Regions from separate parts of the Mus musculus genome. Here region 1 is linked to region 2. The links are chromatin contacts, called in public ChIA-PET maps. All regions are on one chromosome and are shown on one strand. The core of a region is the stretch at or near the end of the contact, and the rest is flanking DNA. Distances in the headings are between cores, read along the strand shown.

Region 1 (7,738 bases), core at 3,707-6,206, 330 kb before region 2:
GCTTTTGTTTTAAAAGAATGTGCAGTGTATTTCAAAGCCTGACACTATGTAAAATACCATTTTCATTATTGGGTTTAATTGATTATAATCTGGGTTATACTGATGATATAATTGGGTCATATTGATTACATAATTGGGTTATATTGATTACATCAGAGAGAGAGGAAAGAAGAAAATAAATAAACCAAAAGGAAACATTTCGTTTTTGCCTGATGCTGGCTCATGGCTCATTGGTTCCAGCCCAGTTTTCTCCTTCTGGTGACAGAGAAGATGAAACTCTTTTTTTCATTGCTTATATGGATGATTTTTTCCCCATCCTTGTGTCAAAAGATGTGATAAGGCAAGAATCAGGCAGAATATTTAGCACTAACCCAGCATATTTCTTTGGATGTTTTTCTCACATCGAATCCAACTCTATTTTTCTTCTCCAAATCCACGCTATTTTTTCTGTTTTAAAACTCTTGGCTGCCCACTGGACTTCCTAGTCTTGACTCAAAAATATGTAAGATCATTTATTTACCTAGACTGCTATATCGGGTAAATTATATATTATCTCAATTTCTTATATTGAGGTCCTTTGGGAAACAAATTCTCAGGCTGGATAGGTGGTTCAACTGTTAGAGCCTAGGCTCACAACCAAAAATATAAGAGAAATAAACTCACTTTGGCAGAATAGCATATAATAGGTGCGTTCAGAATGAATTACTGGCACATGTAGCAGTGAAACCTCATAACTTTGATTCTGGGGTCAAACCTTAAAAGCAATAGACCTTTGACTCTTCTAATCCCTTTTAGTTCTGATAATATAATAAAAACCCACCTTACTTTATTTGCTTCTTTTCTCATCCCTTAACCACATACTTGACAAGAAACAACTTAGGAGAAGAAACAATTACTCCAGCCTGTGGTTTAGGGGATAACAGTCGACCATGGTAGAACCAGCATGGAGGGCCTGTCACTCCTGACTGTAGAAGCAGGAGAGGGAATTGTCTTGCTTATTTCTCTGGCAGCCTAATAGGAAGCAAGTTGTTCAGGCTGTAACTCAAAGATTCCCCTCAGGTCAGCCCAGCTACCGACTTCCTGCAGCTAGACCCAACCATCCAGTTATCTTCCCAAAGCAGAGCTACCTTTGGAGAACACAGGAGATGGTGGGCCTCTTCACTTCCAGACTCTAACATGTACACTGGGGGCTCATTCATTTTACTTGGGTTTTAGGTTTCTGGAAGAGAGACAGAGAAAATCCTTAGGTTTCTTTTTTCTCTTTTTAAATTAAGTTTTGCTACCAAAATGATATAATAGAAAAATAAAAATCAAAGTGGGAAATTTATTACCAAAAAGTATATACAATTAAATTACTATGAGGAATGCAATTTTTTATCATTCTTAAATCTATACCAAAATTTTGATAGAGTAAAATTAATGGAGAATTTATTGATATGGATTTCTGTGTCTTGATTTAGATACTGCTTAAAATATATCTTTCATTATAAGCTTGCTCTTTTGGGAAAAGTTGGGTAATTCATGCTTTCAGTAGAGAAGAAATATTAAAATTTTCATTACCTAAAAAAGCCACTTGGTGGAAAAGAAATGTTATCGTTAAATTAATCTGAACCTTACAGAAATATAATGGGAAGTGAATTTAAAATGCTGGTGATTCGTGTGATTTTTTTTTTCATAAAAAACATTGAATGACTCAGCGGATGATCCAACCATAGCTTAAGTGTATTGCATCTGTGGTTATTCATGTGTAGAAGGCAAATGTCCTACTTACTCGGTAAATGGTTCTCACTAAGTGGTTTTTGGTGTGAATTTTCCTACCTGTTCAGATAGTTCTATCTCAGCAAGTTAAAACCCACTAAAACGGAATCAACGGTTTGCGGGAAATGGAGCTGTCAGCAAGTTCTTTAAAGTTAATGGGATGGTGTTAGTTTAGTCTTACTGTGGCCATTGATAAGGGAGTAAGCACTCACCCAGTGTGTGCTGGAGGGCTGATAAGCACGGTCATCTCATCTTTTCTGATGCTGTAAAGCACAGGTGGGTGTTTAAGTTGAAATAATATTTGTTTTCCTACATTCCACTTTGTGAGCAGTACATTTTAGATCCTTTCCTCTTGGCCAAGAAGATGAGAAAACGTGGTCCCTTCTGAACAAAATATATCTAAAACAAGATATGTGTCATAATAAAATTACTCTAGCGTTTATGAAATCACTATGTTAGCACTTACTTTGTCAGCATTTTTTATTTTAAAAATGCATATTATGGAACTACTTGTAATAAATATATTTTGATTTGGGTTTCAGGAGAACAAATGTATGGAGACCTGCATATCAGGAAATAATAATAGAAATCTAAAACAACATGGCAAATTGATGACAGTTTAGCTGAAAACTGCATAATTATGTTTTATCTGTTGATGGAAACATTACTAAGTAAAGGCCGGTATAGGTAGCGCTTTCCTGTTCCCTAAATATGCTTTCTAGTCTGGTAGCCTCAAACGCAAATGATCTCCACACTCTCTGTCTCTTTGACTCTGTTTTTCCTGTCTCTGTCTCTCTGTGTTTCTCTGTGTCTCTGTTTCTCTCCCTCACAGACGAGCACACGCACACATGTGTGCATGCCCTCATGCGGGCGCGCGCGCGCACACACACACACACACACAAGCACAGAAGCAGCTCTTGATGTCCTAAGTGCCACTTGTACAGATTCTGTCAACTGTGTATCCAAACTATATTTTAAAATTTATACTGAATAGATAGAAATATTTTGTCATTACTCCTTAAACAATAAAAAACAGCTTTTTATAAAGCACTCACACTATATCAGATTTGTAAGTAGAAATAATTTGTAAGAAGATATATATGCACACTTCATACAATTTATGTTCCAGTTTACATGAAGCTCCTAAAGTTCCCCAGATAGCAGTAGATGACAGCATTCATGTGCTTTGTGATATTTAGTTATTAGATGATGTTTTTAACAAATTAAGGAAGTAGTTCCAGCTATTTTTCTTTCTTTTTAATAAAAAATAACGGACATGAGAGCAGTGAGGACTAATCAGCCTTCCTTTCTAGCCCACTTTGCTTTAATGGGAGGAGGGCTAAGAGAAACCCAGAGGACAAGAGACAGAGCAAAGACCTGAGATGCCCTGTGCATTAGCGATAGGAACCTACAAGCCCACACAACATCCTTTCTGTGATCCAAGCTGGGAAGTGCTCTCTCTTGACAACTCTTCCCCAGTCATCTCCTTCCAAGGCCTCTATGCTGTTAATTCACTCCAACATAGGGAGCCTGGATCAGTCCTGAAAGACAGACCTGACACTCCCTGGTACAGAAAACAGAAAGTGAAGTGGTTTGGAACACAGAGGACAGGACCTTAAACATCTAAATCCTGTCTGCAGTTTGGGGGCTTCCAAGCCTTCGTATCTTTGCTGGGCCTCCAAGCCTTCATATCTTTGCTGTTTCTCTTACGCCACTTTTCCATGTTTTTCTTCCCTCAGATGAAAGTGTCATCCAGACAAAAAGAGTATCCCCCGAGCCAGAACTGCAGCTCAGGCCTTACCAAATGGAAGTGGCCCAACCAGCTCTAGATGGGAAGAATATTATTATCTGCCTCCCCACGGGGAGTGGGAAAACCAGAGTGGCTGTTTACATCACCAAAGATCACTTAGACAAGAAGAAGCAGGCATCTGAATCCGGGAAGGTTATCGTTCTTGTCAATAAGGTATACGCTCCTGTGCTCCCTCTTGTATGAACATTCTCACTGAAGCCTGAAGATGATAACATTTGTAGCACCAAACCACACAGAGATTCATTTCATTAGGTTTAAGGTCAAAGAAACCATTTATTTTCATTTTTATCCTTAAGCTATATATCTAAAATTTAAGAGATTAACCTTAAAATTGATGTTTTCATGAAACTAGATCATTAAGCAAGATAGTTCTAATTTACATATAAAAATTTAATTTGTCAGCACACTCGCTCTTTTTTTAATTAGATAATTTCTTTATTTACGTTTCAAATGTTTTCTCCTTTCCTGGTTTCCCCTCTGAAAACCCCCTATCCCCATCCCCCCACCTGCTCACCAACCAGCCCATTCCTACTTCCTGTCCCTGGCATTCCCCTATACTAGAGCATAGAACTTTCACAGGACTAAGGGCCTCTCCTCCCATTGATGACCGATTAGGGCATCCTCTGCTACATATGCAACTAGAGCCATGAGTCCCACCATGTGTTTTCTTTGGTTGGTAGTTTAGTCCCAGGAAGCTCTGGGGATACTGGTTAGTTCATATTGTTGTTCCTCCTATGGGACTGCAAACCCCTTCAGCTTCTTGGGTACCTTCTCTAGCTCCTTCATTGGAGACCCTGTGCTCTGTCTAATGGAGGGCTGTGAGCATCCATTTCAACACACTCACGCTTTTGAGCATGTGTGACCCGAAAATGATGATCAACTACCTTCTTTTAAAGCATCTTTAGCCACTAATACTTAACCAAACATTGTATATACTCTTTATCCAGAACATTATAGAGCAGAGTGTGACTGAAAGATAGAGAAAACTTAATTGACTATTTTTACCCAATTGAACATTAATATGTATTACATTAAATGCTACTGAACTTTTCTTTGAAAATTTGTATCTTGTAAAGGTCCTCCAATCATCTTTATATTAACACTGTAAACAAAATTTATTTATTTGAATTTTATTTAGATAGAAGAGAATTTACACACTAGTAGACTGAATAATATTTTTTCCTATTCTAGGAAATAAAATTTAATGTGCTTTTCATGATTAGCCTTTTTCTTATCATCATGTACTTGTTTAAAGGAAATAACACCGATAGACTTTTAAGACTGCTTGTGTAAATTTTTTAAGATTTATATTATTCTAAAACATTTTGTAGGAAGCTGCTTTGCCATATTAAAAATACCATATTCAGTATCCACAGGGTGAGTGGTGTCCATCACCGTGTTTGAAATGGACCTGTGTGGACCTTCTAAGCCTGACCTGCTCTCCTGGACATGTGCTCAGTGGTAGAGCTCCTGCCTAGAGGATGCAAGGCTCTGGATTTGAAATCCAGCACTCACCTGGGCATGGTGGCCAATGCCTTTAATCCCAGCACTTGGGAGGCAGAGGCAGGAGGATTTCTGAGTTCGAGGCCAGCCTGGTCTACAAAGTGAGTTCCAGGACGGCCAGGGCTACACAGAGAAACCCTGTCTCAAACAAACAAACAAACAAACAAAAAATCCAGCACTCCCAGAACCAAACAGAGGGTCATATCTTTATACCTTTCTACCCACCATGGGAAGATGATTTTTATATTCTTTTCTGGCAATAATGAAACATTAATATTTATTTGCCCTAAACCTTTCATTTATTCATTTTTTGAATATAAGTTTAAATCCTATTTCTACCTACCTATTAGCACTGTGACCTCAGACAAATTTCAACATTTTCTAACATTTTAGTTGTCTAATCTCTTCCCCCGCCCCTCTGTGTGTGTGTGTGTGTGTGTGTGTGTGTGTGTGTGTGTGTGTGTGAGAGAGAGAGAGAGAGAGAGAGAGAGAGAGAGAGAGAGAGAGAGAATATGCATGTATGTGCTTGCTCAAAAATTAAGTCTAATAATAACTCATTAAATTTTCTTATTTTCTTTTCTTCCTTTATCATCTGTAACTTAATGAAATTGAATACTTTACATATAGGACAGGATTGAGTCCTAAATCCACAGGAAAAAAATAATGTTGTTAAATGAATCCAAAGCTGCTTACACGATGTCTTTGTTCCTCTAGGGCAGTTCTGCCATTTTCTGAATCTTAGCCTCTGAGGAGAGGTGGTGACCTCTCCTCTCGAAGGCTCCCTTTCCTATTTATCTGTCTCTGTGTCATATATACCACCTCATCCTAGTCATGTAGCTTCAAAGCCCAGTGATTATCTTTCATTAATTTCCTTCTCTATTTCCCTGATCTGGTCAGAGGACCATAGACTGTAAGAGCTGAGAAGACCTTTGTGGTACAGCTTTCCTCCTTGGCAGAGATGTGCCACTTCTAGTTAATATCTGGTACCAAGGAAATTTCCCATCTTCCAAAACAACCACAGCCATTCTTTCCACATTTGCCACCCAAAGTAATCCATGCATGTGTTCTCTTAAACACATGTGTTCTATGAAACCCACAGTTATTCTTTCCTCTGTTATCCTGGAACATAATCATAACTCTCCTGCTTTGCAACAAAGAAAGGGCAACATCCTGTGGGTACTGGGTGACACCATAGTCCCTTTTATTATGATTCCCGGGCCCCTCAGGATTTAACATCCTCATAGTCTCCCAGACACATTGTTGAACAAATGCTGTAGATGCAGTCTTAGGAATGTGGAGTGGAGGAGAGACGAGGTCTAGCTCAATCCAGGACTGAGTACATTTGTATATCAGAATCTGTACTAAGCTAAAACCTTATTTTACTTTTGTATAACTGACTTTCAAGCTTCAGCATTTTTCTTATTTATGTTGTCTGATCATTTTAGATCTGTTTTTATTATTTTATGTGTATGAGTGTTTTGCCTGCGTGTGTGTGTCTGTGCACCCGGTGCATGCCTGAGGCCCATGGAAGCCGTCAGAGAGTGTTGGATCCTCTCAAACTGAAGTTACAGAGAGTTGGAGTTACCACGTGGTGCCTGGGAATTGAATCTGGGTCCTCTGAAAGAATAGCGAGTGTTCTTAACCACTAAGTGGGCCACTTTTCTGGTCCCAGATCTAATTTTGTAATGGTTTACTGTACCTTTCTTTATATAAATGTTCTTTTGCTTGATTTATTCTACTTAGGACTCTTTCAACCCATACAATCTAGGTAGTTCTTATTCATGCACATTTACAGGCACATTTATTGTTTATCATTTTCATCATTTGTATCTACTGTATTGGATTCTTTTGATAATCAAAGCAGATTTTATTGGTTCTATGTGGCTTGTGTAGATCCTGTACCCATTTGAGCATGGTTTGTGAACTAGGTTCTTAAAAATCCGAGTACTTAGTGGCTGTTGTTAAAAGCTATGAGATAAACAAAGGTATCCCAGTGTTTGTGTCTATGTGTGAATATTTAGCAGAGTAATTAAAAATTTCTCAATTAACTATCAAAGCTTTTGAGTTCCAAACATGAAATTTGAATTTTCCAATGACATTTTCCCATTGAACAAGCACTAAAAGCACCGCCCAGTCCTCTTTCCTCCCTCCTTGTTTTCTTTGAGATTACTACAAAGACTTTCCACTAGCTCTCCATTTACATTGTTATTGTTTACTGTAAGTTGTCCCTTAAATATATTTAAAGAACCTTCAGCTTTAATTATTTATTTTTTATTTTTTTGGAAATCTCTAACTTACGAATGCAGCATATTAGTGTCTAGCCAACTTGCAATGTATTTTAGCTCCCAATCTAGAGTACAGAAAACTTGGTCTCTAATACCATTTACTTTCGTCTCCATCCTTTCCAAAGTTATAGCCTTCAAGTGCAGAGAGAAATGCAAACACCACCTGTGCTCCCAGACTTTCCATTTCCTATCTAGGGCTTCAACATCATGAGAGAGAAGTCCCAGGTTCCTTCAGATGCTGAAATGCAGCCCCATATGATTCAGCAGAAGTGGGGAGCAGTTGGGCTTGATTAGTCTTGGCACGCACTCTGTCACATCTCAGGAAAAGGCTCCAAGAGGACCACACACCTCCCAATTAGCCATGTCAGACTTGCATCTGGCT
Region 2 (7,422 bases), core at 2,477-4,976:
ATATTAAATAAAATCTACTTGTACTAAAAATCCACAATAATGTTCAAAGATGTCACATATAAACTATAGTATTTATAGCCACACGTTCCCTTTGTTTTAGGCATTACAAACAAATAATAATTTTTAAATGATATAATTCAGTGAAACATATCTGAAATATGGTCCCTTATAATAACGAACATACTTGGCATCAAATAAAGAAATAGTGGAATCCCAGACGGAAGCCAAGTTGGTAAGTATTTCCTTACCAGAATTGAACATTTCACCAAGTTAATGTTAAGCATGCTAAAGTTAGAACCATTTTTCCCCTTTAGAAGTAAGGTTTCAGACTCGAGGATAGACAAATATTGCAACCAAAATGTTCATAGCACCATAAGACAAAGTGTCCTAGAAAACAATAAAAACTACAAACCTGAAAACAGCATTCTATACTGAACAAATGTATACAAATTAAAGACAGAATCTATGGCCATCAATTACTATCAGCTGCATAAGAATCATTTGTATTATAATGGATGTTAAATACATACCTTTAGCTTGTGCTCTTTTCTGTTGATGATGACAGCTGTAATCTGCTGGTCCATGAAAATCAGAATAGTACAGAGTAAAGCTGGGATGATGGCAGCTATGATTGTCCACCATGGGTTTGGACCCAAAGGTGTAACAAACCAGCCACGGTCGTCTCTGGTCGGCTGAGAAAAAAATTAACCATAGATATCAGTAGCAAGATTGATGAATACCTAACCAAACTAAGTCATACAGATATAAACATGGAACTCTTAATTATGAAGTGATTGGCTGAGCATTCACTAAGTAATAAACTCGCGGAGCATTCACATAACTAAGGACACCCCTCTGAGTGTCTTATCTTTTAACCCATTTTCTCTTCATAGCATAGTAGGGATGAAATTGAGGCATAGAGTGCCGTAGTAAGTTGTCTAAGGTTCCAGGGTTAATAATTAATTGAGGTCAAATTTTAACTCCAGCAGACTAATTAAAACATCATTCTCAATCAATACCTGTATTTAATAAGTAACACCAATACCTACTATTTACTGTATGCAAATTTGTCTACATTTAAGATTGCACATTGTACACTATGCTAGAAACAAGGCAGAGCTTTCTTTTAGTTTAGTGGATATATAAATAGAAGGTTTTGGTGTAATATAGTAACTTATTTCAGGTGTGTGCACAGGCTACTATATGAAAAATGAAAACCAAAACAAAACAAAACAAAAAACCAGAAACTGAGCCATATCATAAGCTCAGCAAAAGGTTCAAAACAGGGCTGCTGCTGGAAATGAGTCCCAGAGGAATTCATTATGACAGCAAATGATTCTCCGATTAAGTCCCTAGCTCTGTTTGACAGATGAGAAAACAGGCTGAGGCAGTAAATTTGCTGGCATCAAGGGCTGTCCTGCCATCATAATATGGTTGGTATACTTATCCCAAGCCTAGTATCTGTTTTTCAAACCCTATTCACTCTGCAGTTTTCCCTCACAAAAATGCATGTCCCTCAGTTTCAGAATGCTTCCTTGGTTTGTAGGCATGCTGTACTGTTTGCATATCTTTCAACTCTAATGGGTGATAGGAAATGTTTAAGCAGTCTTGAAGTTTCAATTTTATTATTCTTTTTAATACCAGACAACAATTTATTTCTTAATCTATTAATGCATATTGCTCATGTTCTCATAAAAGTTTCTTATACTGGGTCACAGATCATCTATTAGATACAGAGGAATAGAAAAGCAGATAGATGTTACATGCTAGATAAATTCACCTTGAAAACGCTTGGTACTTGTAGTTTTGGTGATGGGATCCCAATGGCATAGTCAATTAAAACCATACACAGAATTGTAAGAAAAACCGCAAAATCACTCACTATGGATCGAACCTAAAAATAATGAAAATATTGTTACTTTGAGGGAGCTATAAATAACTAGAAATATTCAGGAGCAGTCTTGAATATGACCGCTGTGACATAATATCATGATGTTACTCCGTATGCACATTGTAACATAGTATCATTAGCTATGCTATGCTACAGTCTGAATACATCTATGTCTCTCACCCACACTTTTTCAGAATAAAGATTTATTGAACTGAAATAATGGTGGTCATTTTCTTTTTCATATTCATTTAAAGTATCTATTATAAACCCAAGTATGTGAAAATTTGGAACACAGAATAAAGTTGTCTGGCCTGCATCAGGTGAATTTTAGGTCTCTTGAATACACATTATATTTTAACATTATGAATCCAAAGGACCACTAAATGGCATTACCTGCTTTTATTAAAGAAGCGTGTTTTAATTACTTAAGGTATGACAATTACTAATATACACAATGATGTAGGCAAATTTAAAAATTTCTTTGATATAAAATGAACTTTATATAAGCCATTTTTCAAACCATTTCTCATTGTAGAAAGCCATTGTGCAGTGGTGCACAGTTCATGGTGCACATGTGCAAGTCAGAGAAAAACCTCCTGAGATGCTGGCCCCATTTCTCACTGGCCTGGAACCTCATCCAATAGCTCAGGCAAAGGCACACGAAGGATTCACCTCTTTCCCCCTGCAATCTCACTGTGATCTCTGGGACCACAGGTGTGCACCAATACACCCAGCTCTCCGGCACCCCCACCCCCACCCCCAGCCCTTTACCATAGGTTCTTGGACCCTGGGTTTAGGTTCTTATGTTTACAGAGCAAGCACTTCACAGACTACGCCATCTCCCAAGCTCTCCAAGGACATTTTTGAGTAGTTACTCTTAAAAACTATCAGTAACATTTGCTTTCTATTAGTATGCTGTTGCAACCCATGAACAAAGTCGTTAGATTCTGACATAGAGAATGGTTCAGCTGAAAGGTGGAGGAGATAAGCCTGTTAACTTTCGTGAAGAAGATAGTGACCGAAAAAGCAGCAGTCTCTGGAAGGAACTCTTCTTGTTTACCAAAGTGGAATTTTTTTGAGATATTTACCTCAGTCTGAAAAACATTTGTTTCCTCTGTGTGTGTGTCTGAGTGTGTGTGTGTCTGAGTGTGTGTGTGTGTGTGTCTGTGTCTGTGTGTGTGTGTGTGTGTGTTTGTTAAATCTCATCCTGGACCTTTTCATGGTGGACTCAGACCTCACAGATTTTTATGTTGTAGTGTTAAATATTGAACTCAGTTGATTCCCTGTTTCCTTTCTCAAATATACAGATACAAGCATGGTGGCTTAGGGTAAAGGACTGATGCATTTAAAAAAAGAAAAGAAAATTGTGTCCTAGTGCACAGTGCCAGGCTTCTCCATGTAGAGACTGTAACACTGGTTCCTGTCAGGCTGGCATAGGCCCCACTGCTCCCTGGGAAAGAAAGTGACAATCACTAATATGGCCTATGCTTTGACTTTCCAAATCTGTACATGGGAAGGGAAGTGTTGACCTTTCAGTTTGAAGGAAAGCAGAAGAGCTTGTGCCACCTCTGGTAGCTATGTCACAAAGGGCTTCTTCCCAGCCCTGTTCTAGGACCTAAATCTAGCTTGCCAGTTCTCTCAGAACCTTTCTACCAGTTCATGTCATTCCATCAGTAACTCTCCCCTAACCTTGAGCATGTAGAATATTTAGTTTATATTTGGATCAGAAATATTTAAACCCAAGTACCTTGGTTGGGAAATAGCGGCTGGTCTTGAACTGCTTCAGGGTGGCTGACATGGTAACTGTGGAGAAGAACAGGATCACCGACCAGAAGAGAACATCTGGCACGTAGGGGTGGCCATGGCCACAGGCTCGCCCGACATACTCCCCGTGCAGTGATCTGCACTCCTGAGAGGAAGGGAAACACAACTGGTAAAGAACACTTAGTGCATTTCTTTCAGAAAACTAACACCCTATCAAACGCAGCTGAGACACCTAGACTGCTCACCCATGGCTCCCACAGAGAACTTAAGAGGTATGACACTTGATTTCAAGTTCTACTTGGATAGGGTTTAAATCTGACATCGATTAAGTTCAAGATAACAGATATATTTTAAATGTGATAAGTTTGATAATGTAGTTTGTACTAACATCAGAAATATAATAAAGCATTTAAATATGTCATTTTAGTTTTTTTCACACCAACACCATAGACAGATATTTTCATTTATATTTGATACCAGAGAAAGCTGAGACATGGAGAAACTAAGCAATGTTTTTTCAGCCTCACTAATGCTATGTGGTAGAGCTGGGTACATGCACCGCTCTTGTGGTAGGCATTATAGACTAGTGCAGAACAGTAATTATTTTTAAAAACTAGTTCAACAATACTAAGAAGGCTATGAAAGATAACAAAAATGATGATATATATTTAAAGAAATGGAAATTTGAATCGTATACGGTAATTGTTGAATTCAAATAAGAAATGATAAAGAAATTCCTACATGAACAAGGAGAGGGTCATGCTTGCTCTGCTTTCCCACGGAATTTCTTCTGCTTTTATGTTTGTTTGTTATGTTTTGTTTTTTAAGGGGAAAAAAAGGTTAAAAAAAAAAAAGAAAAGAAAAAGAAAAAGAAAAAAATTAATTACTGTCTTAGCCATTAGGTGGCAGCAAAGTCAAAAAGAACTTCAAGGGGGAAAAACAGCATTTTATGTAAGCATTAAATATTTTGAAAGGAAAAAATATTTCTAAGTCATCTTGGAAAACGTTCATATTCTAAAAATTATATTACTGTATTCAAAACAAATAGAAAATATCAGCTTAAAGAAGCCAGGAAAATTTTTATTCATCTAGGTATTGTGACCCTGAACAAGACTTGCTTTGTGGAATAGTCAAAGAAAATTTAGAGATATGCTGTTTTCACTGAACCAAACTTCAAGCGCCTGAGTTCACTCTAGAATAAAACAAACTCCTCCGAAATATTTAAAATAAATAAGTGGCCACATTGTCATCCGGAAGCAAGCAACAACCAACTTCTTCTTGACATAGGTACTGAGTCTAAAGGTTCTTGAAAAATCAGAATAACTTAGAGCCATGTAACAGACACCACACTGTCTTTATTATTAGCTAAATTTCAATTATTCATGTTAAGATGATTCAGAGAACAGAAACTAAGCTACTGAAGAACTGCATAATAATAATAATAATGATAATAATAATAATAATAAACCTCTTAGCCTTATTTATAGCTTTAATTTTCCTTCTTAAACTTAATAAATAAATTTTGAAAAAAAATCTTTGACATTTCCAGTCTCTTTTTGTGTGCATTTAGAAATGCTTGGAACAATTGCTAAGCAGTGTTACGTGCACCAGGATGTCTAAGCAGAGGAAGTGGGAGTCCCACACAGCACATAGTGATTTGTGAGCACCTGCAGTCTTTTGTGCATGTCTGAAAGGCTTCTATGAATTCTTTGGATGTAGGTGGGTCAGATGCTCTACTCCTAAGAAGCCAGATGCAAGAAAAGATTATTCAACTGCCTATCTATAACCGCCAATGCCAAGGCTAGCTATCTCAACTCAAAGCAAACTGTAAAGTATTATTATTTCTTGTTTTTCAAGGAAACAAGGGTGGGGCTCTGATTCTAAAAAGTAAATTCTGTAGGTAAAAAGTAACTACAGAATTCAACATTTATTTTCAGCTTTATACTATCTACATGTCCAACATATACCCCCCCCCCCCCACACACACACAGAGTGAGAGGGGTTTGGGATAGAAACAGAGTCAGAGATAGAGTCAAAGAAATGAAGAGACAGAGAGACAGGGGAAAAAGGAGTCCTTTGGACGTGCAAACAAACTTCAAAGCCTTTCTTTCATTTTAGTCTATCATGGTTTACAATATAGTAAGTACTCAAAAGATACTTGCTGACAGATTCTAATTACTCTTCCAACACATTCTATTTCAACAATTCTATAAATTGGTAAAAATTAAAATAGAAATTATTAGTATATTTTGAAGATATGAATGTGAAATTATTAATGTCTTTTCAAATGTATATATATATATATATATATATGTATAGAAAGAGACTAAAAAGCATTGAAACAAATTTCAAGCAATTGATAATTACTTTCCCTTCTTTTTTAGTTTTTAAAGATTTTTGAAATTACAATGTAATTAAAATATAATTACAATATAATAACAATAATTATAATACCATTACATTTCCCCTCTCCCCTCCTTCCTCCAAACATTTCCATATATCCCTCCTTGCTTTGAGATGTTCCTGATGTACTTGTGTAAGTGCACAGAGACAGAAGTCTAAGTCTATTAGCTTGCCATAAAGTTGAATTAAACAGTAAACGTGAGGTGAACGTAGTTCAACATAATCATTTGGTGTTTACCAAACATTTAGCCCTTTGATTTTGATTCTCTGCCTTACTGAGTTATCAAGGTATAAGTTAGTAATTATAAGATATATTATGATGAAATAAAATAATATCTGCTATTAACTGATGAAAATGATATGACATTTCTTATGTAACATTAATTCATAGTAGAGAACTTTAAAAATTAAAATAAGGCATAAAGTGTTAAATTTGTTTTGCATCTAAAATATTTTTATAACCCTCTAATTGTACAAAAACTTCTATTTTCAAAGGGTGGGTGGGTAGAGAGGTGGGAGGCTCTGTATGAAGAGGGGAAAGGGAGACACTGTTAGATATATTGACTAAAAATTCTTAAGCAAAAAATTGAAATAACTCACTTGTGGCTAACATCATCAATTGGATTGGCTAATGTATAGAATAAATTTTACTATTTTGCATTAAATGATTTAGAGAAAAACAACACATGACTTAATTTGGTTGAATAATTCAGACTGGATTATTTTGAATTTGTGATCAAGAGAAAATAGAAATACGTGACCCAAAATGAAGCTTTGTAGATAAAGCACACCACTCACTGCCTACACACCTACCATGACCTCACTATGACTCCACCATGATTTCACCATGACCCCACCACAACCCCAGATCTAATTTCTCACTAAATTTGCATTGTCCTTTCTTGTTCACACCATCACTTCCTTTACTGATTAATTTAAATGGTTTTCTGGAAACAAGAACCCTGGTTGCATTACTTTTCTAGGGAAATATAGGTTGAAAAGAATAAATGTTGACCACAACAGCAGACAAGAGTAAGTGGAGGTTTATTCTAAAGAAACGCAAGGGGCTCTGCTGTTTTCAAGATGCCTAGATGTAAAAAGCAAAATTTGTAACCTACAAATTTTAACATTAATGTGTTCTCTCTCTCTCTCTCTCTCTCTCTCTCTCTCTCTCTCTCTCTCTCTCTCTCTCTCTCTCATACACAGAGAGACAGAGAGACAGAGAGCAGGAGAAAATAAAGATCATAAAATATAGGTCAAGATTAAAGAGAGACAGAGAGCAGGAGAAAACAAAGATCATAAAATATAGGTCAAGATTAAATTGTAAACCAAGAATAAGTAAATTGATTTTTAATTCTGAAAGA

Evidence for each region. ChIA-PET counts read pairs in DNA pulled down with a chosen protein or histone mark.
Region 1: an SMC1A ChIA-PET map of the G1E-ER4 cell line shows a contact between it and region 2, with 8 read pairs. The contact joins two enhancer-like sites. A contact is called at or near these places in 2 of 15 datasets of contacts at CTCF or cohesin (the G1E-ER4 cell line and pro-B cells), 34 of 484 Hi-C or Micro-C datasets (B cells, the C2C12 cell line, the G1E-ER4 cell line and 18 more) and 1 of 115 datasets of contacts at active chromatin or transcription factors (embryonic stem cells).

What each region holds. Positions count from the first base shown.
Region 1 is chr2:62,613,244-62,620,981 of GRCm38.p6, reverse strand. Ifih1 (interferon induced with helicase C domain 1) reads left to right here. Exons shown (of 16, transcript NM_027835.3): 5 at 3,498-3,721. It overlaps Gm39839 (a long non-coding RNA gene), which reads right to left and starts at 1,030. Exons shown (of 3, transcript XR_866370.3): 1 at 821-1,030. Within about 2 kb of position 4,956, at least 2 of the 459 cell types and tissues checked have an H3K27ac peak or open chromatin away from gene starts, as enhancers often do. A contact at or near this core is called in the G1E-ER4 cell line, where this site is marked.
Region 2 is chr2:62,283,180-62,290,601 of GRCm38.p6, reverse strand. It overlaps Slc4a10 (solute carrier family 4, sodium bicarbonate cotransporter-like, member 10), which reads right to left. Exons shown (of 26, transcript NM_033552.3): 16 at 3,639-3,800; 17 at 1,781-1,894; 18 at 531-692. Among named protein-coding and RNA genes, the nearest start is that of Dpp4, 130 kb to the left of the region's middle. Within about 2 kb of position 3,726, at least 4 of the 459 cell types and tissues checked have an H3K27ac peak or open chromatin away from gene starts, as enhancers often do. A contact at or near this core is called in the G1E-ER4 cell line, where this site is marked.